3 separate regions of the Mus musculus genome follow, and regions 2 and 3 are each linked to region 1. A link is a contact called in public HiChIP or PLAC-seq and Micro-C data. All regions are on one chromosome and are shown on one strand. The core of a region is the stretch at or near the end of the contact, and the rest is flanking DNA. Distances in the headings are between cores, read along the strand shown. Region 1 holds the start of Ttll4 (tubulin tyrosine ligase-like family, member 4). Region 2 holds the start of Cdk5r2 (cyclin-dependent kinase 5, regulatory subunit 2 (p39)). Region 3 holds the start of Wnt10a (wingless-type MMTV integration site family, member 10A).

What was found. A called contact is a pair of places that touch in the nucleus more often than the background predicts. HiChIP or PLAC-seq counts read pairs in DNA pulled down with a chosen protein or histone mark.
Region 2: a Micro-C map of embryonic stem cells shows a contact between it and region 1, with 2.9 times the contacts expected there. The contact joins the promoter of Cdk5r2 here to the promoter of Ttll4 in region 1. A contact is called at or near these places in 1 of 39 promoter capture datasets (liver), 3 of 484 Hi-C or Micro-C datasets (all in embryonic stem cells), 2 of 115 datasets of contacts at active chromatin or transcription factors (the SCID.adh cell line and pancreatic cancer cells) and 2 of 9 other capture datasets (adipose tissue and pancreatic islet).
Region 3: an H3K4me3 HiChIP or PLAC-seq map of the 230-238 cell line shows a contact between it and region 1, with 22 read pairs. The contact joins the promoter of Wnt10a here to the promoter of Ttll4 in region 1. A contact is called at or near these places in 15 of 39 promoter capture datasets (the 3T3-L1 cell line, 3T3-L1-derived adipocytes, the C10 cell line and 10 more), 6 of 484 Hi-C or Micro-C datasets (CD4 T cells, CD8 T cells, memory CD8 T cells and 2 more), 8 of 115 datasets of contacts at active chromatin or transcription factors (the 230-238 cell line, the SCID.adh cell line, effector CD8 T cells and 5 more) and 2 of 9 other capture datasets (adipose tissue and liver).

The regions. Positions count from the first base shown.
Region 1 is chr1:74,659,618-74,663,775 of GRCm38.p6, forward strand. Ttll4 (tubulin tyrosine ligase-like family, member 4) reads left to right here and starts at 2,085. Exons shown (of 20, transcript NM_001014974.2): 1 at 2,085-2,272.
Region 2 is chr1:74,853,088-74,857,245 of GRCm38.p6, forward strand. Cdk5r2 (cyclin-dependent kinase 5, regulatory subunit 2 (p39)) reads left to right here and starts at 1,942. Exons shown (of 1, transcript NM_009872.3): 1 at 1,942-4,158. The coding sequence starts at 2,011. The coding sequence ends at 3,120. Gm16582 (predicted gene 16582) reads left to right here. Exons shown (of 4, transcript NR_151618.1): 2 at 1,256-1,428.
Region 3 is chr1:74,789,776-74,793,933 of GRCm38.p6, forward strand. Wnt10a (wingless-type MMTV integration site family, member 10A) reads left to right here and starts at 2,244. Exons shown (of 4, transcript NM_009518.2): 1 at 2,244-2,508; 2 at 3,588-3,850. The coding sequence starts at 2,396. Gm32099 (a long non-coding RNA gene) reads right to left here. Exons shown (of 4, transcript XR_865547.2): 3 at 2,521-2,591.

The DNA.
Region 1 (4,158 bases), core at 835-3,334:
ACTAAGAGCTGGCTCCCCGAGCCCATCCAGCGATGAGCACAGGCTCCTTTTCCTAGAGACCTCCGCTAATTGATCTTTCTTCTTTTCCCTTTTTCCTCTTTTTCTTCTAATCTCTCTCCAGGTATTCCTACCTAACCTTAACTTTTCCTCGGGTTCAAGACCCTTGGAAAGGCCTGTATACTTATTTTGTGTACCATATTTTCTCTTTGCTCCTACTCTCTCTCCCCACTTTACTTCTGATAGCTTGTCCTGAATTTCATCTAGAATCCGCCCTGCCTTAACCACTTGATAACATGTGAAAAGGAACAAAAGGGCTTCTAACACTAGAAAAAATTCAAGGCCAAACATAACTTGTAAAGCCATTTTCCACTTTACTTCTGATAGACTGTCTTGAATTTCCTTAGAAAGTTCAAGGCCAGGCTTACCTCGTAAAGCTATACTCACTGGTACTCTCGTTCCCCAGCTGAAAAGTTCTGAATTCATACAGTTGAATCCTTCTTAACAGTCTGCTTTACGGGAACCTTTATTACCGCGACCCGCAGTTCTGGTTCTGGAATGAGGGATCTTCCTTGCGCCAGTCCCGAGTTTTTTCTCGTCCCGGAATTCGGCACCAATTGTTATTAGACGCGTTCTCACGCCCGGCCAGGAAGAACACCACAGACCAGAATCTTCTGCGGCAAAACTTTATTGCTTACATCTTCAGGAGCAAGAGTGTAAGAAGCAAGAGAGCAAGAAGCAAGAGAGCAAGAAGCAAGAGAGAGAGAAAACGAAACCCCGTCCCTATTAAGGAGAATTCTCCTTCGCCTAGGACGTGTCACTCCCTGATTGGCTGCAGCCCATCGGCCGAGTTGACGTCACGGGGAAGGCAGAGCACAAGTAGTCATAAGATACCCTTGGCACATGCGCAGATTATTTGTTTACCACTTAGAACACAGCTGTCAGCGCCATCTTGTAACGGCGAATGTGGGCGCGGCTCCCAACATTTTTCTTCAGCTCCAGCACTCCCATTTTGTCTAAGAAAGTTCATTTATACTGTATATTGGTTAAAATTCTGAATTTATCTGATTCTATAGCATTACTCAATTGTTTTCCTCTATATCCTGTATACTGAAGTTAGAGTCAATGCTTGATTAGATTCAGCTTTTAAATTGTTAAAATTTAACATTTTGTAAAATAAGCCATACTTTATAAATATTGCTGTGTAATCCAAATCTCATCAGGAGACAAACTAGATAATTGCCCTAGATTTCCTGATCTAAAATTGATAAGTAACCCTTTCATAGTTCAACATCTGTCAATGACTGTTGCTTAAGTATTTTGCTACTAAGTTCAAATTGTTTTCACCAGGCTAGTTTTTCTCTGCATAGCCCTAGCTGATCTGAACTCACTCTGCAGACCAGGCTGTCCTCATACTCAGAGATCCACCTGCCTCAGCCTACCGAATGGTGGGGTTAAAGAAGTGCACAACCGGTGCCCAGGCCTCATCAGGTTAGTTATATCGTTAATTATCATAGCCTGTTTGAGAAAGCTCCTTTTGCCATCCAGCTGACTTTATAGTTCTCTAAATTTAATAGATCCAGCGACATCTGAAACAGGGGGATCTATTCTGCGTGGAGAGATTATGAAAGGACTCACACTTAGGTAAAGTTCTCACTCGAAGCCCATAAAACTGGTAGTTGTAGTTATGTCTTGCTTTGTCTCGTCCCGCTCCGTGTTTGGATTTAGGGAAAGGTGAGTGGGAGAGAGTTAAAGTGCCTTGAGCCACTTCCTCTTACTTGCCTCAAACTCATGGAATTTTGGTAGGAATTCTTTAATAGAGTCTTGGCGCTGTATGGTCAGAGTCCATAGTGGTTAGGTAGAATGAATCGTGGATTCCCAGAACGGAGCCTTTACTTGCAGGACTACAGTTCCCAGAATTCCGCTCGCAAGAGTTCCACCGTGTCGACAAGTTTGCGCGTGCGCAAATTCCTTGCACTTTCTCTCTCCCTCCCCCCAAGTCCCTCCTTCTCCCCCCCCCCCCCCCCCCATTCTCTAGGCTGCACAAGGGCTGGGATTCGGCGCGCTTGCCTCGGGCCCTCCCCCTCCCATTCCTTTCTGGCCTTAGATCTGTCCGCTGGGGGCGCGCTCTGTGTGGGACAGAAAGCGGCAGAGCGTGGGTCGCGTGGCGGAGCTTGGTTGCTAGGGACACCTGAGGTCGCCCGCTCGCCCAGCAGGCGCAGCGAAGAAGCGGCGCGGAGCCGGCGTCCAGTCGCGGCGAAGTAGGGTACCGTAGGTGAGTGTGGTCGCAGAGCTGGTGTCCGACCCCGGCCGGCCGTTCCCGCGTGCCTCGGCCCCAGCCCTTGGCACCGGCCCCCAACCCCGCTTCCGGTTCGCCACCTCGCCTTTCTCTGGTGAGTCGGAGACCGGGGCCTCCTCCCGGGCCCTCTCTCGAGTCCTCCTCGGCAGCCTCCACGCGGGGAGAACTTCGTTGGCTTCTCCTCGGGCGGCCCGAGCCCCACACCCTTCTCGGTCCTGGTTTCAGCGTGTCCTCTTTCCCGCCGCGCTGCGGTTTAAATTCTGGCTTGGGTTGAAATCCCGGCTCTTTTCAGGGCCTGCTTTTTCCTGACCCCACTCTGAGTTATCCATACACACTTTCCTACATTCCAGAAGCTGAGATCCTAATTTAACTCATTTATCCAGCCATTTTTTTTCATTTAATAATTTACAGCTTTTATAAACATCGACAAGTAGGTAACGAGTGAAGCCACTATGTAAGGTTCCTAGGGAGGGTACATTGGTGAGCAAGACAAACGTGTTTTCGAGAGTTTATAGAACAAGAGATTTTTAATCAAGAAAGCATTTGCCATACTGATGTATGTGCTGTGGTAGAAGTGAAGCGCTTAACCGCGATTTGTTTGGAAAAATACGTCACCCCACCTTCAGTCTTTACATTCCGGTTCTGAATCTTGGAAATGTTTTAATCAGCATTTGAAACCCTTCCTTTATGGAGTCATTTTGAATATTCCGAATCTCAATTTCAGCGCCTGTTGATTTGGCCAATCAGCAGTAATCTGGAGGAGCCTTTAAGAGCAGGTACCGTTGGATCCTATGCCTTCAATTGTTGCAATACTGAGATTATTTGCATAAAAACTATTCCCTTTATTGTCTGGAAAGTTACTAGCGATTTACTGATTAGACTCTAAGCCTGGCCCTGAAAGTTATCAAATGTTCTCAGGGAGTGAAGAAGTGGGAAGATATTCAAGTTACAAAGTAGCTTTAGAAAGATACAGCATGGCCTGAACAGAGGTCCGAGCTCAGTTGTGTTTGTTGGGAGCCATTCTGTGAGCTGGGCTTATTAGGGCCCAAGACTTAACTTAAAATGAATCTATTTCCTGACTTGTAGTTTCCAAGTGACTTTAGTTTTTTTGTTTGTTTGTTTTTGTTTTTGAGACAGGGTTTCTCTGTGCAGCCCTGGCTGTCTGGAACTCACTCGATAGATCTTGAACTCAGAGATGCACCTGCCTCTGCCTGCCCTGCCCTTCCCATCTTTTTAAGGTCCTAGGGATTGAACCTTGGGAGTTACACATTCTAGACAGTCAATCACTACCACCAAATTAAAAGTCTCAGGCCTGGAAGGTTTTGTGGGACCATGGGATTTTAAAACTTATTTTAAGTAAAACATGAGCAAAAGTATTTAGTAAGTTCGTTTGCTCTTTTTCTCTTCTTACTTTCTTCTTTTGTTTTGTTTTGTTTTGTTTTTCTAGACAGAGTTTCTCTGTGTAGCCCTGACTGACCTGGAACATTCTCTGTAGACCTCGAACTCAGAGATCCAGCTTCCTCTGCCTCCTGAACGCTGGGATTAAAGCTCTGTGTTACCACCTATGTAATCCCAGCAATAGTTTCTTGTTGTTTGTTTGTTTTTTGAGACAGACTCTATGTAGTCCTGGCAGTTTCTTAGTCCAGCTTGAGAATACACACTTTTTAAAATTCTTAGGGGAAGAGATGAGTATATTCTTTGTAAAGATAAAAAAGCAGGGAAATAGCATCAGGGTTGTGTGTAAGAGTATAGAAGGGGTGGGTGACGGATAGGTTGGTCAAGAAAGATTTCTGGCTAGAACCAAGTGATAGAGTCTAGAAATGATGCAGTTTAGGGTTCTTGATTGATTCATTTTCCCTGCC
Region 2 (4,158 bases), core at 692-3,191, 190 kb after region 1:
AATCTCTGTGGCAGGAGGAAAAGAACTGACTCCCCAGACATGCTGTGACAAGCACATGCATCTCTCCTATTATAAATAAACAAGCAAACAAACAACTTTCTAACTATATGTGACCATGGTTGCCACGAAGGGAGAAGATTTGAGGAAGCCAGACCTCAGCTCCCGGGAAGGGGTGTGTGAGCTGTGATTGTGAAACTGCAGAGAAAAGCTGGAGCCTCTGTTGCTGTGAGCTGAAACCCAAGGGGATTCTGGAACAGAATGCGCATAGTGAAACACATACAGAGAGAGGAAAGTGGGCGCACACTGATTCTGACAGCAGTGGACCTTTGGTGCTGTGCTGGGTCTGGCAGAAATGGAGGCAGGCCTGGTGGTGCTTATAATCCCAGGATCTGGGAGGCTGAAGAAGGATGGAAGCCAGCTTGAATGTGACACCACACACACACACACACACACACACACACACACACACACAGAGAGAGAGAGAGAGAGAGAGAGAGAGAGAGAGAGAGAGAGAGACAGGCAGACAGGCAGACAGACAGACAGGCATACAGAGACACAGAGACTGAGATCCAAGAACAATTCTAAGAATTGTTACAGAATGGATAGTTACCTCTCTGCCCACCAAACCAAACCCCCACACCAATGCCTAAGGTTCACTAAGACTCCTGGAAGGGAAGCCACAGACAGCAGACTGGAGGGTCCTACAAGACACACTGAAGTGGCCCAGGACAAGCGGTTCTCACAACCTGCCGATAAGGCTCAAAGTCTGGGATCAAGGCCTATGTGGTCCGTAGCAGGAATGGAGGGGTCCAGAGAAACCGGCAGCTCCCAGTATAATAGCTGGCAGCTGGAGTGGGAACAGCTAGAGTCTGAGCACAAGGAAGCTGTCTACTGGTTAAAATCCATCTCAACTAGGACCCCGGATCTTGACTGGAAGTTGAGCCAACCGATTTCCACACAGTAGACCCCAGACTGGGGCCTTCAACTAAACCAATTTCCAGAGTTCCCTGGAGTCCAACCATCCATCACGCATGCAAGGGTGAGATGAATGTGTTGTTGGGACAACCAATCAAAAATGAGCTGTCCAGGGGTCAGAGTCAGAAGCAGGGAATCAAGTACAGACTCATTAGGTTGTCTTTAGACTTCCCCCTGTTCCTGCTCCGTGAAGCAAAGACACACATCCTTCCCTCTGCCAAGGAGAAAGGGTGCATTTGCTCGGTTGCTCAGAGTCTCACACACTAGCATTCTCTTACAGATCAGGAATGAGCCTGCAGCAGTCTCCTCCACCCCACCCTACCCCCGTCCCCAAGGGGGGGGGGGCGATGAAGAGGATAGCAAGCGGACATCCAGATGGGCGAAGCCGGAAGGTGCAACTGGGGTGTCTCGATGAGGGCAAGCTGCCATATTGCCCACTAAACAAACTCAAAGGTGAGCGAATGATAGGCTGTTCCCATGGCTTCTATACTGCGGCTTGGACCCAGTGTATCACAGTGTATCAAAACATTCAGACCCATGGTCTTGGGATCTGGAGGAAGAGATGGGAAGGACCATTTTCACCTCACTTCAACCCCCTGCTCAGCCAGAAAAAGAGACCTCAGAATCACACACACCCCCTCTCTCCTTTTCCTCCTTTCCCCCCTTTTCCCCCTTTGGGAAAAGGTAAGGGACTGAAGACTCCAGGCGGTGGGTAAGGCGGTACAGTAGATTAGTATGCAACATCCTATTGGTTAGAGGAGCTGCCGATCAAAGAAAACTAGAGTCAGGATTGGCTGCGTGAGGCGGGGCGCGGCGTGGCGAAAGAAGGGGCCCAAGGGGTGGGGCTGACGCTGCAGCTGGCGCAGCTTCGGCTCAGAGCAGCCGCCGCGGCGCAGCAGAGCGGCTCCATCCCCCGCCCGTCCGCGCGCCCGGGCCGGGGCTAGGCCCCCCACCGCCGGGTCCCCCGGGGCTGCAGCAGCAGCGGCGCCGCCCGCGGTTCCCGCTGGGGCCCGGGCGCCGGCCCCGCTCTGCAGGATGGGCACGGTGCTGTCGCTTTCCCCTGCTTCCTCGGCCAAGGGCCGGAGGCCGGGAGGGCTGCCGGAGGAGAAAAAGAAGGCGCCGCCCGCGGGGGACGAGGCGCTGGGGGGCTACGGCGCGCCGCCGGCCGGCAAGGGCGGCAAAGGCGAGAGCCGGCTCAAACGGCCGTCCGTGCTCATCTCGGCGCTCACCTGGAAGCGCCTAGTGGCAGCCTCGGCCAAGAAGAAGAAAGGCAGCAAAAAGGTGACGCCCAAGCCAGCGTCCACCGGTCCCGACCCTCTGGTCCAGCAACGCAACCGCGAGAACCTTCTCCGCAAGGGCCGCGACGGCCCCGACGGTGGCGGAACAGCCAAGCCCCTGGCCGTGCCGGTGCCCACGGTGCCCACGACCGCTGCCACCTGCGAGCCCCCGTCGGGGGGCAGCGCAGCCGCCCCTCCACCAGGCTCAGGCGGGGGAAAGCCGCCGCCGCCGCCACCCCCAGCCCCGCAGGCGGCACCGCCGGCGCCCGGAGGCTCGCCGCGGCGGGTCATCGTGCAGGCGTCTACCGGCGAGCTGCTCCGCTGCCTCGGCGACTTCGTGTGCCGACGCTGCTACCGCCTCAAGGAGCTGAGCCCCGGCGAGCTGGTGGGCTGGTTCCGCGGCGTGGACCGCTCGCTGCTGCTGCAGGGCTGGCAAGACCAGGCCTTCATTACCCCCGCCAACCTGGTGTTCGTGTACCTGCTGTGCCGGGAGTCGCTTCGTGGGGACGAGCTGGCGTCGGCCGCGGAACTGCAGGCCGCCTTCCTCACCTGCCTCTACCTCGCCTACTCCTACATGGGCAACGAGATCTCCTACCCGCTCAAGCCGTTCCTCGTGGAGCCCGACAAGGAGCGCTTCTGGCAGCGCTGCCTGCGCCTCATCCAGCGGCTCAGCCCGCAGATGCTGCGACTCAACGCCGACCCCCACTTCTTCACGCAAGTCTTTCAAGACCTCAAGAACGAGGGCGAGGCCGCGGCGAGCACCGGGGGTCCACCGAGCGGAAGCAGCGCGTCCACCACCTCCTCCTCGAGCGCCAGGGACAGCTGCGCGACCGGAGCCAAGCACTGGACTATGAACTTGGACCGCTAGGGATTCCCAGGGGCCGCGCCCGCCCCCCGCCCCAGCCCCTCACACACACCCGGAAACCCCGGGACCATCAAGCCACCGTCGCTATTACCGCTGCTCTATGCCCAGGCTGGGCCGAGGAGGAGCCGCCCCTGCCCCACAGGGGAAGGTGGAGGCTAGGACGCCAGAGGCCGCGGTGTCTGGATTTACTGGGCGTGGGGTGGGCGTGGGGGATGATCGCGGGAAGTGCACCCCCAACTTCGTTCACCCTTTCCGTCTGTCTGCGCCTCCATCTTTCCATTTCTGCCCTGGTCTCCCTCTTTCCTGCTGTGGGCATCTCAAAGTCCACCACCCTGGGTTTTGTCCAGTCCCTCACCTTTCTGTGTCTTCGTCTTACCTCCTGTCTGCAGCCCCCGCCCCCGCCCCCGCCTGTCCATTGGCATTCCCTGGGCTTTACCCTTTTCTACCTTACCCCGAGCCTGATGGTACCCCACTGCGGTCCCCGCTTCTCCAGCACCTATGTTTCCGTGTACCCTTCTTGTTCCTCTTCCTTCCTCCGGTCATGTCACCTCCATCCCTCCTGTCTGCCTTCCCTCTCTCTGCTTGTGTCGTCCTGCAACCCCCCACCCCCCACCAACCGATCCCCAAGACTCTACACTCCTTTCCCCAGATCCTTAGTTTTTTGGTTTTTGTTTTTTAAATTTGGATAGACTGGACAGGAAACTGCAGTCTCAGTTGTCCAGGCAAAGATCAGGGTGATCCTTTCCTTCACCCCCACGGCCTCTCCCCACCTTTTCCAACGTGTTGCATGCTGGGAGTTGAGGAGGAAAGGGCTGCTGCCTTCATTTAGGAGGCTGAGATTTGAGGGCAAGATCCAACCTGGTAGACTACCCCGCTTGCAGCGGTGGTGTCTTCTCTGTGGATGGATAGAAAGAGAAAGAAAACTCTTCTTATCTGGGGGAGGGGCGTCCTCTTCCTTATCTTTAGATTTCTTGTTATATCCCCTCCTCACACTTTAATTTATTTCGCTGTTTCAGGAGGGTGGGTGGGTGGGGAGGGGGC
Region 3 (4,158 bases), core at 994-3,493, 130 kb after region 1:
CTCTGTCAGGTCATCAGCAAAGGTAGTGTCCCCTAAACATTTGGGAGATGGATGTGAATGCCAAGCCCTGATCCAGTGCCTTGGACTCTAGAGTCGGTCTCCCCACAACAGCCTACCCCAGCAGATACATATGCTGCTTCGAGGGCAGACAACACTAAGGTGATTGGGCACTAGATGTGGACAGGGATGTCTGTACTTCAAGTATGGCTTCCTTGCCTAGGTTGGGAGGGGGTCTATTTCCAATCTATTCTGGGCCTTGGTTTCAGACAATCAGAATTTGGTTCACCAGCCTGCAGATGCTGCATATCCCAGGCTTGTGCCTCCCTCCCACGTGACCCCACTGTAGTGTCAAGTGGTCCCTGTTCCTGTGGGCACCACCACGATGGGGAGAGTTAGGAGGACAGAGGGTGGCTAGGGTCAAACAAGGCTCTGCTGACACAGGCTGCTTCCTGCCCCTGGCTGTTTTCCTGCTATCCAGCTAGACTGCTCCCTCATTGTCCCACCCCAACCCCCAGCAGCCCCAAGCTCTTAATTCCTGACAGCTGCCTTCTATGGCTGCCGGCAGAGATGGGGGAAGGAGGGAGAGTGTGTCATCAGCCTGCAGCCCTTCAGGCCACCCCCACCACCTGACAATCTGGGGGCAAGAAAAGCACCTCCCCTCCAATTCTCCAAGGAGGGTCAATTCCTGGAATGGGCTCCTTTTGTCTTGGAGCCCATAGGCTATGGCAATTCTGTTCTTAAGCCAAAAGGGGCTCTCTTCAGATAGAGGGAGCTGTGGGACATGAGGTCCGTGGGTTTGTATAATAGTAGACCCGTGCCCATTTCACAGAGGATAATGCCTAGGACACAGCAGGAGTCAGACTCACTGTCAGGACCCAGATTAGAACCAGAACCAGAAGGCAGAGCCTCTGATTCTCAGACCCTTTCTCTGGTCCCAGACACTCTCTACATTGAGCAGGGGTCTAGAGTTCAACCAGGAGGGTGAGAGAAGAAAAGAAGGGACCCTAGAGGACCAATCAGACAGCCCATGTAAGACCAGTACCAGATCAGGTCATGTCTCAAAGCACCCCTGGGCAATAGCACGCTGTTTTCAGTGTAGGGGACACAGCTGGTGTGGAGAGGGTCAGGACAACTAATCCAGGTTAGCTCTCTGGCTAATTTGCTGTTAGATCTTATGTAAGCCATGAGCCTCTCTAGGCCTCTGTGTTTTCTTGGGAAGTAAAAGGGGGGCAGTGAGTAAAATGTTCTGACTTCAAACTTCTGTACTAGAATGGTCTCTAATCCCTGCTCCCAGCTAGAGCCACCCTCAAGGCACCTAGGTCACAAAAGTCATTTACTAGCTACCTGACCCTTTTGCTTTTGGTAGCCCACTGAGGTGGGCTCCATTACTTATTTCATGAAGGGACAGAAGCTGCCTCTCAAAGCACCTGTGGAAGGTCACCTTGCAAAGCAGGGAGGAAGCCGGAGGCTGCCAAATCCCCTTCTGGGACCTCCACACACACCTGTCTGTCTCTCTTGGCAAACTGGGGGAAGTCCCTCCTGAAGCAGAGTAGGCAAAACGGAGGGGCTGGCCTCTCCCCTCCAGACCCGCAGGTGTGTGCTGGGGTGGGTTGGGACACTCCCCTGCAGCTGTGTCTCAGCTTCAGTGAAGCACACACAACTCGGGTTAACACACAGACCAGTGCCCAACATCTCACAGTACATGGTGCCAATAGCCAAGATGCCAGTACCTCTCCTTCCTTCACCCTCTGCATGCGTTCCCCTCCCCCCTCTCCAGCAAACACGGCGCGCCAGTCCAAAGCGGACTCAGTGGCCTCGGGGACGGGAGCATGCCACCTCCTGTGGTGACGTCACTTGGGGTAGAACCCTTAGACACTACATGGGGGGGGGGGGGTACAGAACTCCCGAGCCAGGACAGTCACTCACTCTTCAGGCGGTGGGGCTGGGCCAGACAGTACCGCCCCCACCGCGCCCGCCTCGCACACCCTCGGAAGCGCAGGCTCGCAGCGCGGCGCTGGGGTGGGGGGTTGCGCCCCAGAACTTCGGCCTCCAGTCCCCAGCCCGCTGCACCTCCTTACCCTCTAGAGGCCCCCTCCCCCTTACCCTCTAGAGGCACCAGGAGTTGTCGCAAGGGGCCCTTGGGAAATTCCCTGGACCCCTGTGCCAGGAGGTGCCCGGTTCGCCCGCTCCCCATCCACCCCCCCGAGGGCGGTGCCCGGGGGCGCTGCCCCATGGAGCGGGGAGGCGGGCGCCGTCTGCTGCGGGAGCTGTGACCTGAGTAGGAGCTGTGTGTCGCAGCCGCCCCACCCCTGCCGATCATGCGCCGGCGACCCTGGTTCGCCAGTCCCACTGGGCTGTGAGCCCCCCACTCCTGGCCTGTCACGGCCCGCGCGCCATGGGCAGCGCCCACCCTCGCCCCTGGCTGCGGCTCCCACAAGGGCCCCAGCCGCGGCCTGAGTTCTGGGCGCTCCTGTTCTTCCTACTGCTGCTGGCTGCCGCTGTGCCCAGGTGAGCTCTCACCTCATGCTCCGCCCTCTTGGAGAGCTAGGACCCCCCAGGCCCGCTCCGGTGCTCTTGCTGGGGAAGGGACCCTGGAATGAACGGGAGAAAGGGTCACAGAAAAGTGCTGGTGTCCAATCAAAGATAGTGAGCTACCTCCAAGGAAGAGGTTGGACTGGTGACAGGATATGGGCAATCCAGGGAGATAGGGAAGTGCCCAGGTGAGTTATAGCAGCTAGGTCGGGAGATGGGTATTGGGGGAATAAGTGTCAATTAAGGTTTCTCCCCCCCTTAGGGCAATGCACCCCTATTCCAAGAATAAGTTGAAACTACCTCATTCCACCTTGCAGATAACCCCGGATGGGAGCAAGATCAGAGGGGTTGGAGGGGGTTTCCGCATCTCAGGTGGGGTCAAGCGAGAGACTGCCTCTAAAAGGCCGTGTGTGTGTGTGTGTGTGTGTGTGTGTGTGTGTGTGTGTGTGTGTGTGTGTCTGTGTGTCTGTGTGTGTGTGTGTCTGTCTGTGTGTGTGTGTGTGTGTGTGTGTCTGTGTCTGTGTCTGTGTGTGTCTGTGTGTGTTTGTGTGTGTCTGTGTCTGGTGTAAGCTGGGCTAGGTAACCAGCAGTTTGAATAAATACATGTGTGCCTATGAGAGCCTATGGGCCAAGATATGTTAGAGCAAGCATGTGTGTGAATGTGCCTGAGTGTGTGTATTTATAACTGTCTGAGGAAGTGTGTAAGTGCTAAGTGCTCTGGGTCTCTGCTCCCACCATTATGTGTGCAGGAGTATGCCTGAAGAAATGCCAGTTGCTGAAACATAGCTTTGGAGCAGGCTCCTGGGCGCCCTTTGAGGCATCTGTGTCTGGGGAGGAACTTCTAAAATACTGAGTACATACATTTACCTCCGTGGGTGTGCAGCTGGGTGGGTTGTATTGGAATGGATGGGGAGAGGCATAGATTCTTGGCCCAACTGTAAGAACCAGGGTTGGGGGAAGAGTGATTACGGCCTGTGGGACAGAATGTGTGTTATTAAACAGGCCCTCACAGACTCCCACAAAATGCTTATCCACTCCACCCCATATGCCTGCAGGTCAGCACCCAACGACATCCTGGGCCTCCGCCTACCCCCAGAGCCCGTGCTCAACGCCAACACAGTGTGCCTGACATTGCCCGGCCTGAGCCGGCGGCAGATGGAGGTGTGTGTGCGTCACCCTGACGTGGCCGCCTCTGCTATCCAGGGCATCCAGATCGCCATCCATGAGTGCCAGCATCAGTTCCGGGACCAGCGCTGGAACTGCTCCAGCCTGGAGACTCGGAACAAAGTCCCCTACGAGAGCCCCATCTTCAGCCGAGGTAGCTGCCCCTGTCCTTCCCCCCACCCCCATCCCAAACTTGCTAGCTATCCCCCATGAACTCTCAGGATGGTATCTCTAAGACTCCTGCATCTGCCAGCCATGTTGCTTTCTGGTCTCAGAAAAGTATCCCGAGTGGGGTCAGAATCATTGGCCAGAAGCACCTCTAAGTGAGGGTGACAGGTTCCATGCCTGAGAACTAGAGTGTTAAGACCCCTTCTCCTCTTCCTCAATTTATCTTTTACTTAGAAAGCGACCTTAATGTTGGAGAGCCTGGGGTGTGTGTGTGGGGGGGGGGGGAGTGTAGAG